Regions from separate parts of the Oryctolagus cuniculus genome. Here region 2 is linked to region 1. A link is a contact called in public Micro-C data. All regions are on one chromosome and are shown on one strand. The core of a region is the stretch at or near the end of the contact, and the rest is flanking DNA. Distances in the headings are between cores, read along the strand shown. Region 1 holds the start of KIFBP (kinesin family binding protein). Region 2 holds the start of SUPV3L1 (Suv3 like RNA helicase).

Region 1 (7,298 bases), core at 2,153-4,652:
TATTATTTTTTTTTGTAACCTTATGTATTTTACTTTATAGATTTAAAATCATTATTTATGGGGTCCGTGTTGTGGCTTAGCAGGGGAAGCCACCACCTGAGATGCCAGCATCCCATATCCTGGCTGCTCCACTTCCTATTCAGTTCCCTGCTAATGGCCTGGGAAAAGCAGCAGATGATGGTCCAACGACCTGGGCCCCTGCCACCCATGGGAGACCTGGAAGAAGCTTCTGGCTCCTAGCTTTGGCCATTGCAGCCATCTGGGAAGTGAACCAGGGGATGGAAGATCAATTTTCTCTCTCTGTCCCCCTCTCCATTCCCTCTTTCTGTAACTGACTTCCAAAATAAATAAATAAATCTTTATACATATATTTTAAAAATAAAATCATATTCATTTATATAAAATTCCAGCTTCTCCAGACTGCCAAAGGGGGCATGTGAAATAAAAAAGGTTTAGAAACCTTACAGTTTAAAAGTGACTTGGGGGGGCCCCCCGACACTGAGGTGCAGCAGGTTAAAGCCTCAGTCTGCAGCAGAAGCAGCTCCTGGCTCCAGATTGGCACAGCTCTTGTCATGCAGCCATCTGGGGGAGTGAACCAGCGTTTGGAAGACTCCCTCCCCTCTCTCTGCCTCTCTGTAAGCCTGTCTTTCAAATAAACAAAATAAATCCTTAAGAAAAAAAAAAGTGACTTGGTCATTCCACAGAAACATAAAATATATCAACTCAATAATTTTATGAAAAAGTGACTTGATCTGTCCTCAGTAGTTAGCACTGTAGGTCATACTGATAATATAATGAGATTGGGCAGTTCTCTGTTCAACATTATTTACTTATTCTTTTTAACAGATTTTTTTTTATTTGACAGGTAGAGTTACAGACAGTGAGAGAGAGAGAGAGAGAGAGCAAGGTCTTCCTTCCGTTGGTTCACTCCTCAAATGACTGCCACAACTGGAGCTGCGCCGATCTGAAGCCAGGAGCCAGGTGCTTCTTCCTGGTCTCCCATGAGGGTGCAGGGCCCAAGCATTTGGGCCATCCTCCACTGCCCTCCCAGGCCACAGCAGAGAGCTGGACTGGAAGAGGAGCAGCCGGGACTAGAACCAGCGCCCATATGGGATGCCAGTGCCGCAGGCGGAGGATTAACCAAGTGATCCACAGCGGCATCGGCCTTTAACAGATTTTTTAAGATTTATTTAATTTATTTGAAAGGCCAAGTGACAGAGATGGAATAACAATAGAGAAAGAGATCTTTCATCACTGGTTCACTCCCTAAATGGCTGCAACAGCTAGGGCTGAGCTAGGCCAAAGCCAGGATCCAGGAGCCCCATCTGGGTCCCCCATGTTGACGCAGGAATACCTGCTGTCTCCCAGGGAGCACATTAGCAGGGAGCTGGATTGGAAGTGGAGCAGCCAGGACTCCACATCAGGGCTCCATGCCTCAATCAAGTATGCTGGCACTGCAAGCAGTGGTGTAACCCGCTGCGCCACAACAACCACTCCTTAAATAATTTTTAAAGTACTCATTAAGATCTGAGGTTATGGCCGGCGCCACAGCTCACTAGGCTAATCCTCCGCCTTGCGGCGCCGGCACCCCAGGTTCTAGTCCCGGTCAGGGCACCGGATTCTGTCCCGGTTGCCCCTCTTCCAGGCCAGCTCTCTGCTGTGGCCAGGGAGCGCAGTGCAGGATGGCCCAAGTCCTTGGGCCCTGCATCCCATGGGAGACCAGGAGAAGCACCTAGCTCCGGCCATCGGATCAGCGCGGTGCGCCAGCCACAGCAGGCTGGCCACGGTGGCCATTGGAGGGTGAACCAACAGCAAAAGGAAGACCTTTCTCTCTCTCTCTCTCTCTCACGGTCCACTCTGCCTGTCCAAAAAAAAAAAAAAAAAAAAAAAAAAATCTGAGGTTATATGGTTAAGGAAAACTTCAGATAACTGAAGTTTAGTTTGAATTTAACATATTACAAATTTCAATAGTTCCTCATCCACTCAAGAGATATTTAGAATCTGCACACTATGTGCCACCTACTGGGGTGAGTTTAAGAAAAGGTAGTCTCTGTTACTGTGTGGCTTTCAAATTGCTGGACCATGACAAAAGAATATGATCCAGTATGAGTTGTCTCTTAATTTTGAGGTTTGTCTTTGAGACCTACTTGCCATCAAATCCACTTTGGTAATATTCCCTCAATCACCTACACTGGGTCCTGGAACTACTGGCTGTGAGAGTAAGCAAACATCCTGGCACACACAGGAAGCTCATGCATCCTTGTATTTTCAAGAGTTTTGTTCCCAATGCAGAATGTTGGTTTATTTCTTATCAAGCACCATAAAAACGGGAATATTGTAAGTATTCAAAGGTGGTAAAGAGATCAGTCTGAACCAAAATGATCCAAAGAAAGTTACTGAAATGAGGTGATTCTTGGGATGGTTTTGAATGGGCAGGAATCCCCCGGGGGGGCGAACCAATGTAGCAACGGAAACTGAAGACTTCAGACATTTTGTTTTGAATTATTAATGTTTTACGGTCACTGTCATTTCCACGACACCTTAAGTTAAGATTTACATTAGTCTGGATTTTAACAGAATGACCAGTCTCTGGACAGCGGAGAGCCGGCGGGCACATGACACGCAGGAGGGCCCCGGAAACCAGCGTGCTGCCCGTGGGCAAGCGAGGCATGGAGAGGGAGTATGGAAGCCAGCGCAGGGGGATGCGGTTACACGGCTCCAAGTCCTAAGGCTGGCCTTTCCCACCGCTTCAAACACACGAGCAGAAGTCGTGCCATATCTAACACGGCCCGGAGCGGGGGCTCCTCTCCACGCCCTCGCCTCGCACGGCCCGGGGCCGGCTCTGGGGGCTGCACGGCGGCCGGCCGGGCTCGCTCTCACCTGCGCCTGGATGTAGAGGGAGATGCAGCCGTGCGAGAGCCGGTACCTGCGCAGCAGCCGCAGGCATTTCACCAGGTGCTCCTCGCCCGCCGACAGCTCCTCGGTGTCGATGTGGTTCACCCCGAGGTGGAACTCTATAACCGCCAGCCTGACCGCCCGCTGGGCGACGGGCCCTTCGGCCTCCACCACCTCCGTGGGCAGCCCCAGGGCGTGGTCCCCAGCGCCCAAGCCCTCGTCGGCCTGCAGCCGCTCATCCTCGTCGTCGGGCGCGGGGCCGAGCAGCGCCTTGACCTCTTCCAGCAGCGCTCTGGCGCTGTATTTGGACTTGTACGGTTCCTTCTCCGGGTTTTTATGCAGTTCCACTCGCGACAGGGCCAGCGCCGCCTGGAATTTCTCTCGGACCTCGGCCCACTGCGCACTCGCCATAGCGGCCCCTACAGCCGGGGCTTTCTCAGTGTTTGCAGTCGGGACTCCCGCCTTCCTTCTGCTTTGCGACACTTCACTTACGGCTCTCGACAGGTCGGGCTGCGGCAGATCGGCAGCCAATTAAAGTCCGCTTGGGGAACCGCAATAGGTTCGGCAGTGACCAATGGGAAGGCGAGGTGGTCGCCATGGCAACTGCTGTCTAGAAAATAGGTCCCCGAGGGTGTCCCCGCCTCCAGCCCCGCCCCACTACGTCGTGGTGTCGTCTCCTGTTAGTTCACCCTGTGAAGTGTGTGTATGTATAGTGCATATTAAAATGTTTAATATCCGCTTACTTTACCGAAACGTTTTGGAATATAGTTTACAAAAATATCAGGGCCGGCATTGTAGCGTAGCGGGTTAGGCCCCCGCCTGTACCCCCGGCATCCTGTATGATCACCGGTTCGAGTCCCGGCTGCTCCACTTCAGTCAAGCTCCCTCCTAATGTGCCTGGAAAAGCAGTGGAAGAAGCTGCCTCCACGAGTGGGAGACCTGGATGAAGCTCCTAGCTCCCTCCTGGACCAGCCCTGGCCATTGCAGCCATTTGGAGAATGAACCAAGCCGATGGAAGATTTGTCAGTCTCTTGCTCTCTCTGTAACTCTGCCTTTCAAATAAAAAATAAATAAAAAAAATTTTAAAAAAGAAGGAAAATAGCTAATGGATGTAAACTGGAAGGCAACCGACCTTTGAGATTAAGGTATACCCCACCCATCGCTGGTTAAGTTTCTTTGGAAAAGGCTCTGCTCTCTAACAGGGATCGCTTACTAGGACATGAATTCTTGATGGAAAGTTATGGATAGGAGCACTCACCGGTAGGTACCTATTTCACTGAGCCTGGAATACAGAGGTGAACTGCCCGAGGTAACAGGCTGGAAGACCGGTTACCACTGAAGTAACCAAGTGGGAAAGGGAGACTTTTACCAAGCTCTAGCCACATGAAGTGCCTTGAGATAGGTATTTTTATTTTTTTAATTATTTTTATTTTATTTATTTATTTATTTATTTGACAGGCAGAGTGGACAGTGAGAGAGAGAAACAGAGAGAAAGGTCTTCGTTTTGCCGTTGGTGCACCCTCCAATGGCCGCTGCGACCGGTGCACCGCGCTGATCCGAAGGCAGGAGCCAGGTGTTTCTCCTGGTCTCCCTTGGGGTGCAGGGTCCAAGCACTTGGGCCATCCTCCACTGCACTCCCTGGCCACAGCAGAGAGCTGGCCTGGAAAAGGGGCAACCGGGACAGAATCTGGTGCCACGACCGGGACTAGAACCCGGTGTGCTGGCGCCGCAAGGCGGAGGATTAGCCTAGTGAGCCGCGGCACCGGCGAGATAGGTATTTTTAAAAACGTACCAATTTGGGGCTGGCGCTGTGGTGCAGTGGGTTAATGCCCTGGCCTGAAGCACCAGCATCCCATATGGGCACCGGTTCTAGTCCCGGCTGCTCCACTTCCAATCCAGCTCTCTGCTATGTCCTGGGATAGCAGTAGAAAATGGCCCAAGTCCTTGGGCCCCTATACCTACGTGGGAGACCTGGAAGAAGCTCCTGGCTCCTGGCTTCAGGTCGGTGCAGCTCCGGCTGTTGCGGCCATCTCGGGAGTGAACCATCGGATGGAAGACCTCTCTCTCTGTCTCTACCTCTCTCTGTAACTCTATCTTTCAAATAAATAAAATAAATCTTAAAAAAAAACAACAAACGTACCAATTTAGGAAACTCCCAGACACATGAAAGTTTGAATCTTAGATCCATGTTAGCTCTTCTAAGCTTCAGTTTTCTCATACTGAAGTATCACTGGTATCACTGATCTCCACGGGATCTGGAACAATCACACCTGAATGTTTCACCTGCTTCTGCACATTAATAATCCCTCAGTACCTGCAGGGATTGGCTTCAGGACCCCAAGAGACATCAAAATCACTGGATGCTCTAGTTCTTTATGTAAAATGGCCTGTTGTTTGCATATAAGCTCCCCACCCCTTCCTTTAAGCCATCTCTAGATCATTTTTATTTTAAAGATTTGTTTTATTTATTTGAAAGACAGAGTTAGAGAGAGAGGTAGAGACAGAGCGAGAGGTCTTTCATTTGATGGTTCACTCTCCAATTGGCTGCAATGGCCAGAGCTACGCTGATCCGAAACCAGGAGCCAGGAGCTTCTTCCTGATATCCCACGCAGGTGCAGGGGCCCAAGGACTTGGGCCATCATCTACTGCTTTCCCAGGCCATAGCAGAGAGCTAGATCAGAAGAGAAGCAGCTGGGTCTTGAACCGGCGCCCATATGGGATGCTGGCGCTTCAGGCCAGGGCGTTAACCCGCTGCGCCACAGCGCCGGCCCCCCTAGATCATTTTTAATACCTAAAACATATAAAGAAAGTTTGAATTGCTTATTATACTTTTTTAATAAAGATTTTTATTTATTTGACAGGTAGAGTTACAGACAATGAGTTAGACAGAAAGAAAAGTCTTCCTTCCATTGGTTCACTCCCCAAATGGCTGCTACGGCCAGAACCGCACCAATTAGAAGCCAGGAGCCAGGAGCTTCTTCCTGGTCTCCCATGCAGGTGCAGGGGCCCGAGCACTTGGACCACCCTCCACTGCTTTCCCAGGCCACAGCAGAGAGCTGGACTGGGAGAGGAACAACCGGGACTAGAATCTGGTGTTCAAATGGGATGCCAGCGCCGCAGGCAGAGGATTAACCAAGTGAGTCACGGTGCCAGCCTCTATTATACTTTTTTTCCCAAATATTTTAAATCCAGTTGGTTCAATATACAGATTGGGAACCCAAGGATACGGAGGGTCAATTCTATGATCAAATCAGAATTCATTACTTTCCTCCTTCTCATACACCCCTTCTCTCCCACACCGTATGTGCCACATTTGCCTTTGATATCATCCACCAGGCTGGTTTTGTACTGTTCTCTTTTAAAGTGTAAAAATACTGCTCATCCCACCTCCTCCTAAACAGCTCTTTCCTCGTCTCTGTCTTTTCATCTCTAATTTAAGCCACCATCATCTGATTACTACTAAGAGGCACTCTTGCTGCCAGTCTGGCCTCCTGCCACTCCATGTCCGACAGTACTGAGTGATTTGTTCGCTTATTCAGTATGTAGTGTCTATGATTTGACAGGCACTGTTGTAAGCACTAGGAATTCAGTAGCTAGTAACAAAAACCCCTGCTCTGCTAAGGGAAAACATTCTATTTTTTACAACATTACATTCAAAATCACTTCAGGGATGTGCCTTTAGGATGCTGCCACTGGGGTGCCTGCACCCCACACTGGAGCGCCTGCTTGGGTCCCAACAACTCTGCTTCTGAGCCAGCTTCCTGCTAACCCATCAGGGAGGCTGATGACTGCCCAAGTACTTGGGCCCCTGCCACCCAAGTCTCCAAGAGGGAGACCTAGATGGATTTCCTGGATTGTGGTTTCAGCCTGGCCTAGCTCTTGGCTGTTGCAGCCTTTTTTTTTTTTTTTTTTTTTTTTTTTTTTTTTTTTTTTTGACAGGCAGAGTTAGTGAGAGAGAGAAAGGTCTTCCTTCTGTTGGTTCACCCTCCAAATGGCCGATACGGCCAGCGCATCGCACTGATCCGAAGCCAGGAGCCAGGTGCTTCCTCCTGGTCTCCCATGCAGGTGCAGGGCCCAAGGACTTAGGCCATTCTCCACTGCCTTCCCGGGCCACAGCAGAGAGCTGGACTGGAAGAGGAGCGACCGGGACAGAATCTGGCGCCCCAACCAGGACTAGAACCCGGGGTGCTGGTGCTGCAGGCAGAGGATTAGCCTAGTGAGCCGCGGCGCTGGCCCTGTTGCAGCCATTTGAGGAGTGAACCTGCAGATGGAAGCTGTCTTCCTGTCATTCTGCCTTTCAAATAATATTTTATAAATTAAATTACTTCAAAGTATTTTACTGTACCACTCTTTAAGACTCATTTTATTTATTTATTTATTTATTTTTTGGACAGGCAGAGTGG
Region 2 (7,298 bases), core at 2,564-5,063, 200 kb before region 1:
ACAGTTTCTTGGTATCCACAGTGGAAAAGCATGTGTAATTGCCTGAAAAACTCCTGCTGATCTGTAACTCAGTACAAACCAAGGACAGACTCCATTTATTGAGAATTAACCACTGCCTGGGACGCCTGCATCCCACATCTGCATGCTAAGAAAGCTTAGGGACTTAATCTGCTTTACTGGTCAGAATGCAACTCTTAACCTACTTTAAAGAAAGAAGAAGAGGGTACAATGGGTTAGCCGGCACCTGTGAAGTCAGCATCCCACATGGGTACCAGTTCAAGTCCCGGCTGCTCCACTTCCAATCCAGCTCCCTGCTAATGGCCTGGGAAAAGCAGGAGCAGGAGTGGGAGGACTATGAACCTTACAGGAGAGGCAGAGCCAGGGAGCACCCTAGAGAGTGTACAAGAAGACAGGAAGACTGACGCAGCAAAGCTGTGAGCCAACTTTCCAGGCAAGAAGCGGATTTATCTCTATGTGGAAATCCGATCCACTAACCACTCGCTGAATAAGGCTGTGGTAGTTCACTGTCCTCTGCGGTCCCTCTCAATGCTGAAAAATCACCCTCGTGAATTCCACCTCTGCACACAGGAGAGGAAGAGTGGCCCAGCATACGGCGACCCAGTGAGGTGCACCTAAGGGTTCCCAGCAGGAGGAACCCTGGTCCTGACAAACCAGCGTCTTCTTCACTCCATCCACATAGTGGAAGCATCAAAGACACTGACGTTTTCAGGTAAATTGTGTATATTTGAATACAATAAATACACCAGATTGTCTCACACAATTACTTGTGCTGTACAATAAGACAAACGGGGAACTGTTTAATGGACAAATTATTGTTTTATTGTTTGATTCAATATGAAAAAAAGTTCAACATCTATTCTACAACAGCGAGAATATACTCGACTAAGATGCTAAGTTTTACGTTATATGTTCTTATCACAATCTAAAATAAGCAAAAATATAATATAAAATAATACAGTCCCCAAACGCAAGTAAAGTGGAAGATCTTGCTTGGAAGAACAAGTCACATACCACACAACACACAAGGGTATTTTAAAAAGTTCGTAAAGGGCAGGCGTTGTGGTGCAGCAGTTTAAGGCACCCCTTGGGACACCCGTGTCCCACATGGGAATGCCTGGGATCAAATCCCATCTCTGCCTCTGCTTCCAGCACACCTTCCTACTAATGGTCCAGGAGGCAGCAGATGATGGTTCAAGTACTGAGTCCCCTGCCACCCACATGAGAGCCCTGGATGGAGCTCTTGGCTCCAGCCTGGCCCAGAACTAGCTGTCACAAGCATTTAGGGAATGAAACAGCATGTGGAAGATCTGTCTCTCCCTTTGTCACCCTTTCAAATAAAAAAAAGTGAATAAACTCTTTTTAACCTACAGTGCCGGCATTCCATATGAATACCAATTTGAGTCCTGGCTGCTCCACTTACGATCCAGCTCTCTGCTGTGGCCTGGGAACCCAGTAGAAGATGGCCTAAGTCCTTGGGCCCCTGCACCCACAGGGGAGAACCTGAGGAAGCTCCTGGCTCCTGCCTTAGGACTGGCCCAGCTCCAGTCATTTGGAGAGTGAACCAGCGGATGGAAGATAGAAGATGTCTCTCTCCCCCACCCTCCCTCTATCCCAGGTCATTTGCGGAATAAACCAGCAGATGGAACATCTCTATCTCAGTCAACTTTGCCCTTCAAATAAATAAAAGTTCATTCAGGTGCAAAAGATTTTGAAATTGCTGCCTTCCAGGGGCCTTCAAAAAGTTTGTGGAAATGGAGCAGGTGTCCAGCACAGCACTTGGGACACCTCTGTCCCATCTCAGAGTGCCTGGGTTCCATCCTGGCACTGTTTGCACAGATGGGTAAAATTACGGTTCTTGTCTTCTCGCCAAGAATTCAGATGTGAGAGCAGTGGGAAGTGGGATAGCAAGGTGGAACGGGGCAGAGACAGTGCCCAGTCATCAGACCGGGGAAGCAGCGTCACAGAGTCTGCTGAAGAGAATGCACTGGCTCGCTAGGCAGGCACCTCAGGAAAGGGCGGGGAGCGCAGTCTGCACTCAGGGGTTGCAAGGGAACGGGGTCCAGTTCCTCCTGCCATCCTCCCATCCCCTCTCCGTCTGCTCCTGGACAAAGGGTCTGCTGGGTGTGCAACGGATGAAATTCCTCCCAAGTTTTCGTTAACCGATGTTATACGGCTGGGTAGCTCATTTGGTGGTGGGAGGACAGGATTCCCCTGGGGTCCTTCCGTGGGGGAAGGCTGGGACCACCTGTCAAGTTATGCAGGTATGGGCAGGATTCTGCGGTATAAAATCCTGGGGCTCTTCCGAGCCTGCTCGCTGAGGCCGCTCCGATGCTTTCCTTTCTGAGCAGGTGCCGTCTTCCTTCGGCCCCTCTCACCCACACGGGCTCATCTCTAACTTCCTCCGAAACAGCTCTTCTCCTGTTCCCAGCTTCCTGCTAACGGGCACCCTAGGAGGGGAGGCAAATGCAGCTCAAGTACTTGGGTCCCTGCCATGCGTGTAAGGGACGTGGATTCTGTTCCCAGCTCCTGGTTTGGCCTGGCCCAGTCCTGGGTGCTCTGAACATCTGGGGAATGAACAGGTGGAAGGAGGATTCTCTCTCTCTCCCTCTCTTTCAAATAAATAAAACTGAACTGAAAGGTTGTTAACAGGACAGTTCCCGGACACCAAGTACCTCATCGGACCAAGCACGCCCTCAGCCTTCCAGAACGGCACCTGCTAGAGCACACTCCCTGGCTCTCTAACCAATTATCACACTCGACCCACCGACATGCACAATCACGGGTCTCAATTACAAAGGACAAGGGAACAATTTTAAAGCTCAGCCACAGCATCCCAAACTCCCCCCAGAACTCCCTGTCAAACCGATCCAACGCAGTTTTGCGGACAAAATCCACTGTCACTCGCTGACGCGAAGCTGTCCCTCCCTCCGTGGGGCCTGGAACGCTCAGGGCCCCTCCCACCCTCGGCGGGGACGCCCGCATCATGACCTTGTATCACGGCTGACCACGCACGTCCCCGAGACCGTGAGGCTGGCTCCTCTCGGCAAACCTTCCCTCCCCGAACAGCTCGGCAGTGTGAGCGCCCGTCCACGACAACGGTCAACCAAGGCTTCTCACGGCCTCGTTCCCTCGCCCCGTCTCGGGGTGGGGGGCGGGAGGAACGCAGAAAGATGCTGGTCGTGCACCTGACGGTTCAGAAGCAGCTGCATCGTCCCAAACCCACTCAGAGGAGAGCAGCGAGAGCGAAAAGGCCACTTCTGGGGCAAAACCCTGGGGAGTACGCAGCGAGGGCCTCAGCAGCCGGCGAGGGAGGCAGACACTGATGGGCGCCATGACAACGCTCGGGTCGCCAGGGAAGGGATCTGGCTCCCTCCCGGCCAGGTACACCTCCCTCCTGCCGCCCCCCGCCAGTTCCCGCACTCACTCTTGTCCAGAGGCCGCGTGAGCTCGGCCCCGACATCGCCATCGGCGCTGGGGCCCTGAGGTTTCACAGTCAGGGGCACGAACAAGGACGTGTTCGGGATTTTGGAGCCACCGGATGCATTAGAGGAAGCGGCGGCAGCGGCAGGAACGCACCCCAGAGCCCCGGGAAAGGGCCCGCCGTGGGCGCGAAGGGCAGAGCAGGCGGCTGCCCGCTGCCCAGCCGGGCGCCCCGCCGGGAGCCGAGCCCACAAGAGGGCACACCGGGAGAAGGACATGGAGACCGCAGGCTCTAAAGGAGCCCGGAGCAGCCCCGAGGCACGGCGGCGGACAGTGACGCAAACCACCGGCGCCTGCAGGCACGAAAGACCCAGGCCGAGCAGGGAGAGCTGCCCAGGTAAACGCCTGATCAATCAGGGGAAGGTAGCGCTGTAAAACTGCTCTAGCCGTGACGGAGCAACCGATCAGGCAAACTCAAGAGAGAAATCCTCGTTCTGATTTCTCTATCTGCTTTCATCTGTGGTTGGATCAGCTTTCTGGCAAAGGTAGTCAGGGAAAGTAATCAGGCATCTTTGGGGATGTCACAGCTGAGAGCGGGGGCGGGGCGGGGCCCTGCCTGCTGTGTCACGTGACGCAAACTGGCCCGTCCCAAGAGCACGTGGCCAGCAGCACGTGGCCGCGGGGTTATCAGTGCAGGCTGTGCACTGGCCGCAGTAGCTGCGGGTACCGAGGTAGGGAGCTGCGGGAGTGGAACGCCGGAGCGCGTTCCTGCAGTTCCTTACCGAGTACCTTGGTCTGCATCTGGGAGGGGTTGCTGAGGAATTCTGTTGTACTACATTAAGCCGTCTTTGGCATAATGCGCATGTACACTGCTTCCACGCGCGCGGTTTGTGTACAGCATCCCAGCAGCTATGAGGCAACAACGTGGCGAAAACGTGCACTTGGCCAAGGTTTAGGTTCAGTTACATTGACTGGCTACTGTGTCCTTGTACGAAGCTGCAACATCCTAATTTCTAAACAGGGTTGCAGCGCGTGCGTGTTAATGTGTGTCAAGCAGGATCCCAGGAACAGACTGTTACATGCCTTTAACCTACAAAGCACCTTTTGAACGCCAGCATTGCAAGGAAAACCGTCCTTAACTGTTTTTGACCTAGTGTTGGTGATAGCAAAAATACACGTTGAGTAACGCAAATATTACTCTAATGGGCTAATTAAAGAAAGGAGCAATTTCAGAACTGTAAGATTTCTGACAGGCAGAGGCTTCGCTGTGGAAAAGATAGACTTAAAAACCTCAAACATAGTTAAGGCAGGACTTGTTTGTGGCTTACAGAGAGCCGTTAAGTCGTTGAGAAAACCTGGGACAGGCTGGAAGAAACAAAAACACGTAAGAAAACAAGGGGTAGTTGTAGCTGCGGTGGCGGGTTAGTGTGTCTGAAGACGGCAGCGACTCAGTGAAATGGAGAGACCTAGTAAAGGAGTCTGCACAGTTTAGTGAGTGACCAAATACGATAGAAAATGTGCCCCTCATCTCCCTCCCGCATTACATACATGCATGCATACATATATACATGCATATGCACACATACATACAAGCTTTGCGATGCCGGCATCCCCCATGAGAGTTCCCGAGTTTGAGTTCTGGCTGTCACCAATTCCAGGTTCCTGCTAATGGCACCTTGGGAGACAGCAGATGGTGGTTCAAGTCTTTGGCCCCCTGCCACCTTGAAGTCAGGAGCCTGGAGTCTCATCCCAGTCTCCCAAGGGGGTGGCAGGGACCCAGGCACTTGGGCCATCCTTTGCTGCTTTCCCAGGCGCATTAGCATCCACTTTGATCAAGACACAAATTGTTGGCTTCTGTTTTGTCTTCCAGTTGGCTTGGGACAGAGGAGTGAGTTTCAGGATCACTGGGACTGCCGCCAGGGGGCGCCCGGCCACTGTGCAGAGAGCACACGGAGCTCCTGCGCTGCGAACCCCGGCCACCAGGGGGCGTACACCCTGTCTGGGCTGAAGGGCAGTTCTGTGCGCGGTGGTCTCCCCTGGGGGGACCGGGAGTAACACTGGGGAGGCGCCGCAGCCTGGCGACAGCTGGAGTCTGAGGCCACGGCGGGGCAGGGAGCTTCCTTCTCAGGACCAGTTCAGGGAGACGCCAGTGTTGCTGCTGTCCGCGTGTCCTCTGTAGGGGTCCCAGCCCACCTCAGCGGGGGTCGCCCGCCTGGGCCGCGCCGGCTGCGGGAAAGTCAGTGCCTCGGGAAGCCAGGAACTTGGGGCTAAAGGAAGCCGCGGAGCTGAGGCCGGGCAGAGACTCCACCTGGCCGGCTGAGCGGGCCGCGAGTGCTCCGGGAGAGGCTTGTGGGCGTTTCGGAAGGCTGAGTGACGGGGGGGGGGGGGGGGGGGGGGGCGGGCAGACACAGAGATGGTTGTCCATCTGCTGGTTCGCTCCCCAGAGGCCCACCGGCCGGGTCCAGCGGGAACCCCGGAGCTCGGTCCCCGGCCCTGGAGCCGGCACCTGCTGTCTCGCGGGCTGGAGCCAGGATTTGACCCCAGGCGCTGCGGTAAAGGCTGCCACCCAGAACCCCGAGGTTGGGTTTGCAGACGCCGTGAGACTTTCAGTTACATCCCTCCCAGCTAGCCTTTGGTTCCTGTCGTGCCAATGGCAAAGGCACATTTTTGCTGTCCGGGAAGTCGGTTTGATTGCCAGCGTGTTTTTAATGGGGCGGATCATACTGTGAGTCTGCAAGCAGAGACGGGTGAAACACGAAACTCTAGTGAGCTTTCGTGTAAGCCACAATGTGGATTGAGTTCCCCCTGGGCCCTGGGCTTGTGTAAAACACACTCGGGTAGAGCCGAGGGAACGCTGAGGTCCGGGGAGAGCTTTGCGGTGCGTTGTCTCTGCTGATCCGTCTGTGCAGCCTTGTTATTTCAGTGTTGCATGTAAGTAAGCACTCAGACGTCTGCCCAAAGCACCAGGGTTTACCAGTTGTTGCTTCCTGTTGGTTTTAGATTTGCACAGCAACTGTGAAGACGGAACCCTCTCTGTCCAGTCATGTTCAGATAACCTTTTTTTTTTTTTTTTGACAGGCAGAGTGGACAGTGAGAGACAGAGAGAAAGGTCTTCCTTTGCCGTTGGTTCACCCTCCAATGGCCGCTGTGGCCGGTGCGCTGCGGCCAGCACACTGCGCTGATCCGATGGCAGGAGCCAGGTGCTTCTCCTGGTCTCCCATGGGATGCAGGGCCCAAGGACTTGGGCCACCCTCCACTGCACTCCCTGGCCACAGCAGAGAGCTGGCCTGGAAGAGGGACAACTGGGACAGAATCTGGCCCCCCGACCGGGACTAGAACCCAGTGTGCCGGCGCCGCTAGGTGGAGGATTAGCCTATTGAGCCACGGCGCCGGCCCAGATAACCTCTTTTTATAATCGGCTTTCTTAACAGAATTTTCTTTACTTTCCTGAATTTATAGAAAGTGAACAATGTCCTGTGTTTCGTGTGTACAGCTTCCCACCCTCCCTCCTTGTCCACCATTCTCCCTCCTCATTTTCTTCTTGCCTTTTTTTTTTTAATTTATTTTATTTATTTGGAAGAGCATTGAGAGAGGCAGAGAGAGAGAGGGGTTTTCCATTCATTGGTGTACTCCCAAAATGGCCGCAATGGCCAGAGCTGAGCTGATCCAAAGCCAGGAGCCAGGAGCTTCTTCAGGATCTCCTATGTGGGTGCAGGGGCCCAAGGACTTGGGCCACCCAGGCGCATTAGGGAGCTGGATCAGAAGTGGGGCAGCCAGGACTCAAGCCAGCACCCGTATGGGATGCTGGTGCTGCAAGCCAGGCCTTTAGCCCACTGCATCACAGCGCTGGCCTCTCT

Evidence for each region. A called contact is a pair of places that touch in the nucleus more often than the background predicts.
Region 2: a contact with region 1 is called in a Micro-C map of ear pinna, with 6 times the contacts expected there. The contact joins the promoter of SUPV3L1 here to the promoter of KIFBP in region 1. A contact is called at or near these places in 2 of 6 Hi-C or Micro-C datasets (ear pinna and skin fibroblasts).

The regions. Positions count from the first base shown.
Region 1 is chr15:60,772,957-60,780,254 of mOryCun1.1, reverse strand. It overlaps KIFBP (kinesin family binding protein), which reads right to left and starts at 3,402. Exons shown (of 7, transcript XM_008270032.4): 1 at 2,881-3,402. The coding sequence starts at 3,306.
Region 2 is chr15:60,976,966-60,984,263 of mOryCun1.1, reverse strand. It overlaps SUPV3L1 (Suv3 like RNA helicase), which reads right to left and starts at 3,813. Exons shown (of 15, transcript XM_002718445.5): 1 at 3,446-3,813. The coding sequence starts at 3,719. It overlaps LOC127484130 (a long non-coding RNA gene), which reads left to right and starts at 4,100. Exons shown (of 3, transcript XR_007910892.2): 1 at 4,100-4,172.